Linked DNA regions of Rattus norvegicus: region 2 is linked to region 1. The links are chromatin contacts, called in public Hi-C maps. All regions are on one chromosome and are shown on one strand. The core of a region is the stretch at or near the end of the contact, and the rest is flanking DNA. Distances in the headings are between cores, read along the strand shown. Region 1 holds the start of Flrt3 (fibronectin leucine rich transmembrane protein 3). Region 2 overlaps Macrod2 (mono-ADP ribosylhydrolase 2).

The links. Hi-C and Micro-C count contacts between places; a contact is called where the count stands out from the background.
Region 2: a contact with region 1 is called in a Hi-C map of Schwann cells, with 4 times the contacts expected there. The contact joins the enhancer-like site here to the promoter of Flrt3 in region 1. A contact is called at or near these places in 3 of 12 Hi-C or Micro-C datasets (the Rat2 cell line, Schwann cells and mammary epithelial cells).

Annotation. Positions count from the first base shown.
Region 1 is chr3:148,458,400-148,464,699 of GRCr8, reverse strand. Flrt3 (fibronectin leucine rich transmembrane protein 3) reads left to right here and starts at 3,295. Exons shown (of 3, transcript NM_001126291.1): 1 at 3,295-3,482. The region is part of intron 3 of Macrod2 (mono-ADP ribosylhydrolase 2); the gene reads right to left.
Region 2 is chr3:149,056,482-149,062,781 of GRCr8, reverse strand. All of the region lies in intron 5 of Macrod2 (mono-ADP ribosylhydrolase 2), which reads right to left. It overlaps LOC134486164 (a long non-coding RNA gene), which reads right to left. Exons shown (of 2, transcript XR_010064918.1): 2 at 1-6,300. Among named protein-coding and RNA genes, the nearest start is that of Flrt3, 600 kb to the right of the region's middle. Within about 2 kb of position 2,506, at least 10 of the 93 cell types and tissues checked have an H3K27ac peak or open chromatin away from gene starts, as enhancers often do. A contact at or near this core is called in Schwann cells, where this site is marked.

The DNA of each region.
Region 1 (6,300 bases), core at 2,046-4,545:
AATCAGGTAGGACAATCTCCTGTTCTCCATGCACTTCCATCTCCTGCCTTCAGAACAACTGCAAAAAGAAGTCGAGAGAACCATGTTATTGACCCTCTTCTAACTCCATTGAATAATACTGCTATTCCCACACACCCGCATGACCCCATCTTAGTAAAAGCAGTCAGGCTCCAAGCTAAAGACTCAGAAATACTAAGTGATTTGTCTATGGTGGTATGGCAAAGACCTAGAGAGCGTCCAGATAGACAGAAGACTCTGAAGGCCATATGCTGAGACGGGGCGGCCCTCCTCACCACACACAGACAGACTTTGAGTCCTTCCTGCTGTGAGACTACAGTCCCCTCCTTCACATAGCAGCCTAGTGGGTATCATAAAGAAAACTGCCCGTCTCCCTTCCTTCAACTAGGACACCCATCCTTTCTGGTGGTCTCTTTCAGAGTACATAGTCGGAAAGCAACCTGAAGCAACCTGTGGCATTTCAGCCTTGCTAGGAGTCTGCAGAGAGTAAGCGTTCAGTAGGCTTACCTGCAACAGAGTTTCAAGGGTCTAATGATAGCGAGAGGTGGAGCCTCCACCCACCTCCTCTCGAAACCCCGAGTATTTATGACTGGTACCTGATAGGTTATTTCTCCACTGGTGATATAAGCCGATATAAGCCGCATTAGATTACATTAAATTCAGGTTTGTTGGGAAGCTGCTCTCAGGTGAGTTTACTGGCTCCAAGGACAGAAGTCAGGGAAGACACCAGTCACCATGGTGTGAGAGAAGGGAATGGGAGCGGGGAGAAAGAGAGAAAAGGCTCACGAATTCACAAAGAGGAGAAGAAGAAGGAGGGGGGAGCAGAGGACGGAGGGACGGAAGAAGGGAGAGAGGGAGGGGGAGAGAGAGAGAGAGAGAGAGAGAGAGAGAGAGAGAGAGAGAGAGAGAGAGAGACAGAGAGAGAGAAAGAGACAGAGAGAGACAGAGAGAGAGAGAGAGAGAGCGCACGCGCGAGCCTCTGGGGGAAGGGCAGACCAGCTGCAAAGCTCAGGGTTGGGGGCAGGGTATGCTAGGTAGGACTAAGGAACGTTGGGACTGCTTTGATGTGTAAAACGTGTACCTCAGTCCCTTTTCCTGGGTCCAAAACCAAACAGTGCCTCTGAGAGTTCTAAGCAGAGTGCTAAGCATGAAAACTTGAATTTGGACTCTGGCACCCACATGGTTGAAGAAAACCTATTCCTGTAAGTTATCATCTGACCTCCACACTTACATCATGACGTGTGGGTCTCTTGGAACCCACACATATAAACAGATAAATGTAATTTAATTTTTTATAAAAGGAATATATATACATATATGGAAATATATGTAAAAGGAAATATGATGGGGAAGGCTCTTTTAGGATTTGCCTCTTAGTACCTTTAGGATAGATTATGCTTTCCACAATTTCTTGCGCATGATACATTTTTAATTCACAGCTTGAAGGCGGGGCAGAATACATAGCTGGCATTCAATAAATTCTTGTTGCCTTTATTTCCCATGGAATGAAACCAAAACAAAGAGCAGGTTACATGAGGTCATATAGTGAATGGCATCCTCAGGCGAGCACCTCTCTCCCAGGCCAGCCAGCCAGCTTGCCTTTAAGATACCTGTGACCCAAACTTCCCATTTATCTCTCTTTTCCGTTGAAGGCTTTCAGGCAGCTGAATGGAGACAGAACTGATTAAATATGGATATAAGCCCACAGGAATTTGGTCAGGCAAAATTTTCCCTTTTAAATAGAATCAACTCTCATCTGAAAATGGCTTCTAGAAAGAATTATTTCAAAAAAAAATTTAATCCAGGTGTTTGATTTTCAGTAACTGAAAGCACTCCTGTCCTTTCTGGAGAGATTATCAGTTACTCCTACTTTTTCCATCAAAACTCAAGCAGCCACCTCTCAGTTTAACTTGCACTACTGAACTCCTCTAAGAAACTGTCTTCTCAATAGAAGTTAAAATGCTAAAGTCCACTTTCATTCAGGGGGCCATTCCTCAGAAGTCAGCTAGAGAGCAATCATAGAACAATAGGTGTCAGAACATCTCTTATCAAGGGGTCACCTTCCACTCATGCTTGGAGGGGAATCCTAAAGGTCAAACCATTGCCAAACACAGGTTAAACGTTAAATGAAACTAACAAATGAAAAAAATGGAAAAAAAAAAAACCTACATGCTCCTAAGACAGACAACCAGCCTTTAGAGACAAACAGAAAATTTCTTAGAGAGGATAAAGTTCTGAACTTGTAAGAATCAAGCAAATAAGGAAGCTAAAGGAAATTGCTATTTGGGTAAATATAGAAACAAGATTCGTCACTTAGGGGAAAACTCACAAGTCCAAATAACAGAAAACTGATGATAAAATTATCCCTGGAAATTAAGGTCTTAAAATCCTGTTAATTAGGCAGAGAAATCTCAGTGTCTTGCAACTGTCAATATTTATTCATGTACTCAAACTAAAATAATTTAATATCGGAAGAACTATCTCTAACAGATATTTTAAGGTATTGATGACTGAAGCCAGGCTCAGGGCAGCAAAAACCATAAAAAGAGATTCTGGATAGTCTCAACCTTTTTAATTTCAGAGAAGAAGTAGGAGTGATTGTGTCTACCTAGTTCTAAAGTAGAGGGACGCCCTTATGCACACATGTAGGCGGTCTCTCTAGTAGTACATGAAACATCCTTCATTATGTAAAAATGAATATGGAAAAAACCTTTCTACTTTCCAATAAGACTGCTTTCTTCAATAATCTTTATTGTTCTCCTTAAGTAAATCAGCATTTGACCCTGCTTTCTCTTCATTTGCCAAATAAATATTAGTTAGGATTGCCATCCTCCATTCTCCAAAGTTATAATATGATTATAATGTAATTAAAAATAATCTGACTTTCATTAACTTATTTCCAATATAGATGACTTGGGCCTCAGACACCAGTTTCTCTACTGTGATCTTATAAATATCCTTCTAGCATGCTTGTGTTTCTCTGGATGTGCTACCACCACCCTGTAGTAGTAAACTTTAGGGAGCGCAGAGATTCCAGAGTTGCTGCCTACAAACCAAATGGCATCTTGGCTTTGGCAAGCCGAGAGGCTCATTTCGGCTTCTCTCACCCCCTCTAGCGTTGGCAAAGCTCATCTGTCTGATTATCCAGTTACCTCACTGAACAAGAGCTGGGCTAAGTCCTGCCCACCTATGACATCACCCCCTTCCTCAACCACTGCGAGGTGAAGCTTTAAACTTCAGACTTAGAGGTGGGCTGCGCGCAGTCAACTGGATGCTCTCGCGCGCAGTCCTCAGCGCAGGAGTGATCTGAAGCAGGACGGGCTCAGGCTGCAGCTGCTGTGGCTTTGTGTGCACTGGATGCCGCGCTCCGGAGACGGGGGAGGGTTTTTACTTCAACTCACAGGCAATGGAATTACAGCTGTAGCAGCAGGGTATAAAGGATTGCTTTTTCCCTCGTCTTCCTGGTAAGTGTTTTCCATGCTTTTTCTTACCATTGTCCCAGAAACTTCGCTTGCTGTTACTCTCTAGAAAGAAATGACTAGCTTGGTTCCATGAGGGATCCAAGTAGCCACGTTTGCTCTGTCAGCAGGACGGGTCAAAGATGTGCGTGTGCAAGCCAGCGAGGGAAAGTCTGACAAAATAGCCGAATGTGAGAAGTTTCTCACAGACTTAAAATCATTTTTTTAAATAATAAATAGCTCCGCTCTGTTTCAAGCAATTGCTATCCGCGCAGAGCTTCACGGAAAACTGCAAGTTGGAAAGTTGAGCGTTTGAGATAGACTAGGAAAGGCAGATTTTTCTCGGCTACAAAAACGAAAGGTCGCTAACTTGGTGTGTACTGTATGTGTGGTATGATCACCAATCGCTGTTTCTATAACTGTGAAAGAAATCAATCATCCTTCAGCCCATGAGTACGCAGTACATGAAAAGCATACATCTTGCTCGCAGCCAGCGAAGCTGCGCCGGGAGACTGAGATGCCTCTGGAGAGGATTAACAGCTACACCTAGATTTGAAAGCTTGCACTGCTTAGCCAGCCCCAGCTCCTTCAGGCATTTCCGGCTCGGGAATCTCAACTAGCAAATCCAACTCAGAATCTCAGGCCAAACCATATTCCCAATCCCGGAGAATGTCAAAGCCTATGGCTTGGGCGAGTGTGGAATGTGGCTAGCATAGTAACCGGGTAGTCCACTCAGAAAAACTAACAAAGCTCACCCTGGAAGCTGCCCTTGATGTATGCAGTGAGGGGAGCAGGGGACGGAAGACTGGAGTCCTCATCAAATAGCAAAGGCAGAGTGTCCCTTTACTTGCAATACACAGTGGAAAATCTTATATTGGAACAAATGCGTGTAGCAAAGCTTCCAAAAGGTATTTAAATATATCTAATTTTCTTAAAAAAATGTTTTTCAGTAAATTATGTCTGAAACAAAATGGTTGCATAAAGGTAAAGAGTGCAACAGGCCAGTCTTTTCTCAACATTGGGAGGGGGGTTATTTATTTAGAACTAAAGGGAGATAGAAAATGTTGGTGTTTTTCCAATTATAAAATCAAATGGTTTTAATAGTTATTTTGATTGTTCTCAATAAATCTATGCTTCAAAATGCACACATTTGCTATGTTATTAGGATGAAACATGGTCAAAGCCGTGAAAAGTGCTCCAGTAGTAGCTATTCCTTTATTCATCCCTAACTGCATAAGAATACCCTGACCAGTATAGACAGAAAGGATGAACCTGTCAGCCCCCAGGTCACAGTCACTTAAGCTGACTCAGAGTGACAGGTGACTGACACCCATCTCTTTGGAAATGAGTAAAGAAGGCAATCCTTTTAAAGTGCTATAAAATATTATCATTACTACAAATATTAACAAGCATAATGTTATGACTGCGCAAAGACTTAGCTTCAAATATATGTGCATATGGATACCTGTATATCTACATATTTATCAGCCTACAATGAGGAAAAGGGTTAAAAATGTCATTACATGTGTTCAACTAAGAAACAAACAAACAACAAAAACCAGTTTATTCTTTTACTAGAGAACTCCCAAGGGTCAGAAACTATATTAGCAAATGAATAAACATAGAGAATTCATTAATAGGGTAGTCTAATAGTGGCATCGATCAGTTATTAATTGGGCTTTTTGTTTTTCTGCATACCCTTTGTAAAATCGATTCTGGTTAGGTTCAAAATGCCCAATTAAACAATTCCTGAATCTAACACTTACGAGATACAGCCAATAAAATTTTTTTTTACAAAAAATTACAGAAAATTACAAAACAAAACAGGAAATTTGTCATAACTAAATGTGGCAGCTAATAGAAGCTATGTTTCTTTTGCTTTCAAGTGTTAATTAAGGAGCCTCCGATTCTATCAAAACTTTTTCAGAGCTAAATGAAGCGGTGTGAAATAAATTTGGTTGAAATCTTGTGGCTGTCAGACTTTGTTAGCGAGCTATTAATTATCTTTACCCCAGTTTCTTCTCTGGCTGTATTGCCCAATCAAACAGAAACTCCAATTATACTCAGCATCTCCTGCCCAGGGACACAAGACCCTAATGAACAGTCAGTCCCTCCAGATGAAAAATACAATTATCAGTTTGAAACAGGCAAGCACAAGCAATGCAGATTCTCCCCTGTGCTTTTCTTGGCCCAACATCCCAAGGCCAAGATTATTGGCCATTTTCTGGATTATTTTGAATGGTTCTAAACCCAACAAATGTTAATGGCTGGGAGTATGCCTTATTTTAATAGGAAATGTTTTTTCCTTGCATTTTAGTTACGATAGGCTGATGTTCATATGAATATTAAATCTAGTCATTTAAAAACATTTAGTATAGAGTTGCCATTTTAGTCAGTCTCAACTCTCGTCCCTTTTAAAGGTGGGTGGGCTACATAACAAAGAATGTGGTTAATGGCAAAACCTAAAGCTATATTAACAGTTTTGTATAAAGCCTTTTCTGCATTCTCATATCCATACAAGTTCAGTACAAGGCATGATAAATAGTTGTTTCACGTCAATGAAGAGTACCAAAAATGAAGTCAAGGAGGGAAATAGGATTTGGTGAATTTTTCAAAAGCTTGGATTCCTCCTCCTCCCCTGGTTCCCCATCCCTCCAACCCCCACCTTTTGCCCTAGAGGCCTTCACTGTTCTTCTCAACGGGAGGCTTTGTTGTAATTAAACCAGGGAAAAACTGGCCAGCAGCAGCCAACATCTGACTTGCGGCTTCTGCAAGCAGTGTTCTGGTAGAGTGTACCACCCCCCAGCGGGCAAAACTCCACAGT
Region 2 (6,300 bases), core at 1,257-3,756, 600 kb before region 1:
TATGATGTTCTCATTTTTAATAGCTGAATATATATTACACTGTGAAAATGAACCACATTGATTCTATCTGTTCTTCAGTTGAGGGACATCTGGATTATTTCCAGCTTCTGGCTACTACAAATAAGGGTGCTATGAATATACTGGAGTGCATGTTCTTGTGGTATGGAGGGTCATGTCTTGGTTATATGTCCAAGAGTGGTATAACTGGGTCTTTAGGTAGAACAATTTATAATTATCTGAGGACTGCCAGATTGAACTCTAGAGTAGTTGTACCAGCTTGCAAATCTACCAGCAATGGAGGAGTGTTTCTCTTTCTCCACATCCTCACCAGCATCAGCTGTCACATCAGTTTTTGATCGTAGCTATTCTGATTAGTGTAACGAGGAATCTCAGGGTCGTTTTGATTTGCATTTCTCAGATGACTAAGAACTTTGAACATTTCTTTAAGTGCTTTTCAACCATTCGAGATTCTTCTGTTGTGAATTCTCTGTTTAGCTCTGTATTCCATTTTTTAGTTGGGTTATTTTGGTTTTGGAGGTTGATTTCTTGAGTTCTTTATGTATTTTGGATATTAGTTCTCTGTTGAATGTAGGGTTAGTGAAGTTTTTTCCCCCAATCTATAGGTTTTCAATTTGCCCTATTGATGATGTCTTTTGCCTTGCAGAAGCTTTTCGGTTTCATGAGGTCCCATTTATCGAGTATTGATCTTAGAGCCTGAGCCATTGGTCTTCTGTTCAGAAAAATTCTCTTTTATTAGATTCAGTATATCTGGTTTTATGTAGAGGTCCTTGATCCACTTGGACTTGAGCATTGTTAAGAGGTCTTTTACCTCTCTCAAATCTGACTTCTGTAGAGGAAGAACTGAGCTTTTCGAATCTATCGCTTCTGGGACATTCTGATTCTATCTTCTATACAGAGTTGTTCCTGAAAAAAATTGCTAGATGCTAAAAGAAATGCTGACCTCTGGGCCTTTTGTGATAGTATGATATGTTAATGGTTTTTGCAATTCACATGTTGCTTTAGTGACCTTTCAAAATTAGTCTTCTTACAAACATCAGTGTCACATATTCTTATTATATGAAGAAGTTGATCCCAGGCTGGGGAAATGGATCAGTGTGTAAAGCATTTGTAGAACAAATATGAGGGACAGAAATTGGATCCCCACAATCCAGGTAAATGCTAAGTGCATGTGGTGACCTAAGATAACAATCTTGGCATTGGTGCAGGAATGGGATAAAGACAAGGGATTCCCCCCTCAGGAAGCTGCCTAGCTAGAGTTAGTGAGTTCTGGGTTCAAATATGAGACTCTGCATTAATATATAATATGGTAAACTCTTTAAGAAGACACCCCAAATTAACTTCTTGTCTGCAGTTGCAGTGATGAACACACACAATTTTGTGGGTTTTTCATGGGGTGGGTAGAGACATGTGTAAGAAGGGTGTGAATGCATACACACAGTCACACACATATCCCTGTACCTTTGTGTGTGTGTGTATGTGTATATATATATATATGTATATATATATATATATGTGTGTATGTGTGTGTGTGTGTGTGTAAACACAAATATACACAAACACATTAGTGACACATACATATACAGAAACCAAGTTAATCTCCTCAAAGCGCCCAGTAAATTAATGAATATCAAATTGGGATGGGTAAAGGAGGGGAGATAGAAAGAAGATGGTAAGCAAGGGCAGAGAGATACAGTGGATGGGAGCAGGATCACACAGTGTTAGGGCCACAGTTCTGATGAATATGCAAATTATCCTAACCTAATCATTAGACACTGTGCATCACAAAATATCAAAATCTACACCAATCAATAGTTAAGATATGGAACAACAACTTAAATAATGCACCATTTTAAACATTAAGTCTATTTTTTAATAATGAAGAAAGGCATGCCCTTCTGTTTTTAAAGGACAGAAAGAAAATAACAACAAAACAATTAGAACATTTTAGGTATCTGGAGTATTAAATAATTTCACTGACTGAGTTAGTTCCTACAGCCTTACCCCAAATATTTCTCTGGCTCTTTCCTTAATGTGTTTTCCAGAAGAATTTCCATAATCAGATGATCACAGTCTAAACACAAAGACAATAAAACAAAGCCCTATCCCTTGACACTCCATAAAAGGTAATACTGACGTCCTAAGCATTTCAGCTAATCCGGGGCATATCTGTTTTGTGTGTCACCGTGGCATAATGGAACTTCAGAGAGCTTACCAAGTCATATGCCTTTAATTAACTGCATGGTTATGGATAAATTCTGAACCTCCTTTTTTCAACTGTCTAAGGGAGATGAGAATCACATACTTTAGTAGGGAGTTGGGGTGAATAACAAAGAGATGAGAGCATAACTGTTTTGATATCTGAGAATATTGTACAAAATATTATTTAATTATTCCAGCGGCTTTCACATCACGTTGACTCAGTGAGTAAGCAGTATGAGAAAGAATCTGCTTGTTGAAGCTTGCAGAGCCACATTCCTTAGTGAAGCACACAGAACAACAAGGAGTTGCAAGGAATTCCCCAGCCTGCTGGGCCAGGGTGAATTCACTGACTGGGGAAGCATGAATGCCTCTGAACTTCTCCTCGAATTCAGAAATAACACGAGAATTGGAAGCATTCATCCTAAATCAGTCCAAACCAATTTTGCTCCCAGCCCTGTGACTGAAACTGAATCCCAGGGAATGTTGCATAATGTATTCTGGATTATCTATGGTTTATAATTAATCAACTTAAACTTTTTATAAAATATATTAAACCATTAAATAAGACAAAATCTATTTGTTCCTGGGACAAGACCTTCAGTACAGAAAAAGTGAAGGTTAATTTACTATGTAAAACACATGTACTAAGAACTGCATGTTGTGTGTGTGTACAGAAGCCCTCAAATGACTCCATCCCTAACAATCATGCATACACAAGTACATGAGTGACCTCAACTGTCCATGAAGCACAGCTGTCCCAGCTTCATTCTGTTGCTGGAACAAATACCATGACCCAAAACAACCCAAGAGAGAACAGGATTTATTTCATCTTACATTTGCAGATTACAGTCCATCATTGAGGGAAGCCTTGGCCAACTCTTATGGCACAGACCTGAAGCAGAAACCAGAGATGAACACTGCTTCCTTGCCCACTTTCGGGCTCATGCTTACCCAAGCTTTTGAGTATAGCCCAGGGCCACTACCCTAGGGATGGTGCAGGCCACAGTGGCTTAGTCCCTCCTACATCAGTTAACAGCAAGATAATCCCCACAGACTGAGCCCCCCAAACCAGTATCATCTAGGTGGTTCCTCAATTGAAGCTTTTCTCTCAGATGACTATAGGTTGCGTCAAAATGGCAAATAAAATGAACAAGGACAACAGCCAGCACACAGAATTGCACTAAAAACATAATTCCTTTTAAATCCCTGAGTTCTAGAATGACTTATTAAATGTCAATGGCTAAAACAAAGAGTGAAATAATAATCTAGAGAAGGACGTTTAGACACTTTATCGTTATTTATCGTTATTTATTCATAATGCGAGCTGGGTCTGGCATTCTGCGTGAATGGGGTTGAGAGATGAAGATGAATTATTTTGTTGGTATTGTTCCTCGTCTACCTTTAATAGTGAACCTCCCAGAAAATTGACAGTGGTTGAGCATTTTTAAACACTCATATATTTTTAAGGTATTTTTTGTATAGTGAGGCTAAGACACAAGATATAGGAGTAAAGGACTATAATTTCAGCACTCGGGATGCTGATCCAGGAGAATTTTGGTGAGTTCTAGGCCAGCCAGGGGTAAAGAGTGAGACCCCTTTTTTAAGCAAAAGAAAAGAAAAGTCTATAAATACAAACCATTCACTTTTATGTGATACTCAGCAGAGGACAGAGCCATCCCTGAGAAAGAATTTTCAAGGTTAGATAACCATTGCTGTGCTCTTCTCTGGGAAGACTGTTTCTCATATTTTCTTCATTCCTTAGTTGCTCATGGTTTTCTATCTAGAATTGAGACTTCTTAGGTATAACTTGGTACACTCTAGCATGTCAGTTCACTCTAGCATGTCTGTTGGTGTTACCTTTATTTAGTTCGTGTTTAGGTTGCCATGTTGATGAGACTCTGTAAGTGTATCTTCCAACACTCCTATATATATATATATATATATATATATATATATATATATATATATAGAGAGAGAGAGAGAGAGAGAGAGAGAGAGAGAGAGACTGGGCTCCTCAAGCTAATTTGGTTGAGGTTTTCTGTGATGTCTCCATCTGCTGCCAAGAGAACTTACCTTGACAAGGGATCAGGTAATTTTGATTTAATAGAAGGTTTTGCCTTATAAGGTGACTTAAAACCCTCTTAAGGGCACAGATATAAAAGCACATAGATTACAATAATATCACTAATGAACCAAGCAGGCAAAGCTCACATGTCAATCAATGAAGGATTCAGTTTATAGACGGACTCCTTCTCCCTTTTGGAGAGCGGAGTATTAGGAACTGATTCATGAGGTATTTGCATTTAAAATATTTCCATGCTTCCAGCAAAGAACATTATTTTATTCTTAGAGGGTCCAGTAGTTAAATTGCAAGTAACTGATCCTTACCCAGCTGAATCTAATAGAAATCAATAAAGCTCCTTAATGCTTCAAAAATAAAAGGTGTATATTTAAGTTAAAAGCAGCTTTTACAAAGCCAAATCCTTTCAAGTTTTCTTTAGGGAGAAAAAAAAATCAAAGTCACTAACATCATAAGAAATTATCCCACACACTCAATGATCCTTAATGTCTTTACATAGTTTTCTCAGGACTGTAAGGAAACACAGACTTCATGAGGATATTAACAGAGGATTCCAGTCTGTTCCACAAGAACCTAAGGTCCTATGTTTTAAGAAAACAAAATGTCTTATTTTTTTTTCTTCTGAGGCCCCTCTTTATGCTTAGTCTAGTCAAGAATGAAAGTAGGTTCGCCAATCTCTGTTAAACGAATGCTTCTTTATTGTGCTATGCTTCTAAATTGCATTTTAAAAATTTAATAGTTTATCACAAAAGAAAGTGCAATACTCAGTTAGCCAAACAGAAGAGCATTAAATCACCTAGAAGCCCTACATGACATCTACTGATAACCTGATGTTTCAGCAGATTCTTTTCTATCTTGTGAGATTTCACTATAGGAACTAGAGACACATGCCATAATTGTATAACCCATTTTTTTTCTGACTGAGTAATTCTAAGATGATTTTTATTTGCTCCCAAGTTTCATTTCCAAATCCTTCTCTTTTGACATATTTACACACGTGGATGTCATATACCTTCCATTGAAAGTTAGCTGACAGTTCACATTGAAGAAGAAACAGTATTCTTTTCAGAAGTGCTCAGAAAACATACAGTCAGTCCATGTGTTCTATAGAGTTTAGCACATTGATAAAAGAATCAAGTGAACATCCGGGCAAGAGGCAGCAGTTCCGCGGAGCAGATAGATGAGAGTGGCCAGCAGATCACTCATGTGATAGGAATACTGATTTCTTTTGTAAAATGAATCTAGTGGTTATTTGTGCAGGGGTACGGGGTAGGAGGCTGTACTTTTTTCAAGACAGGGTTTTTCTGCAACAGCCAGCTCTATTGGAACTCACTTTGTAGACTAGCCTGGCCTGAAAGTCACAGAAATACGTCTGCCTCTGAGTGGAGAGGGGTGGCTCATAAACTGTCTCCAACTAAGAGCATCAGTTACATCTAAGAATATTCTAGTATTACCATGTAGAATGCTTAGCTATAATGCAGAGAAGCCCCTGGGTTAGAAATTGAGCAGTGTGACTTTTATGGACTCCCCAAGGTTGTATTAATAAAGAGCGAAGACTGAGGACCTTTGAATTAAGATCTAGACCATTCTAGTAATCAGAAGAATACAGTGAGAAGGAAGGACACCATGTGGAGACGGTGAGCACATTACAGAAGACGAGGTGGGTATTTCAACACACATTTAAAGAAACTGTCATCTAACTTACTTTAGTATGTGGATGGTTTTAAAAACTAAATGCCTTTGAGAGCGAATCATAAGCATTTGAAAAGTTCACTATTACTAAACACAAGCAATGATGCTATACACAGAGAAAGCTTGTATTGGCATCATTTATGGCAAACGTCCTACACAATCATTCCAGGCCGGGGCTCGACAACTTCAAAGTTACAGTTACTGACAGCCACTTGTCAGGAAAGTAAGAGGTCTGTAAACATACCCTTAATAAGACTGGAGATGTTATAACACAACAGTATAAACAATGACAGCGCTACAAACATTTC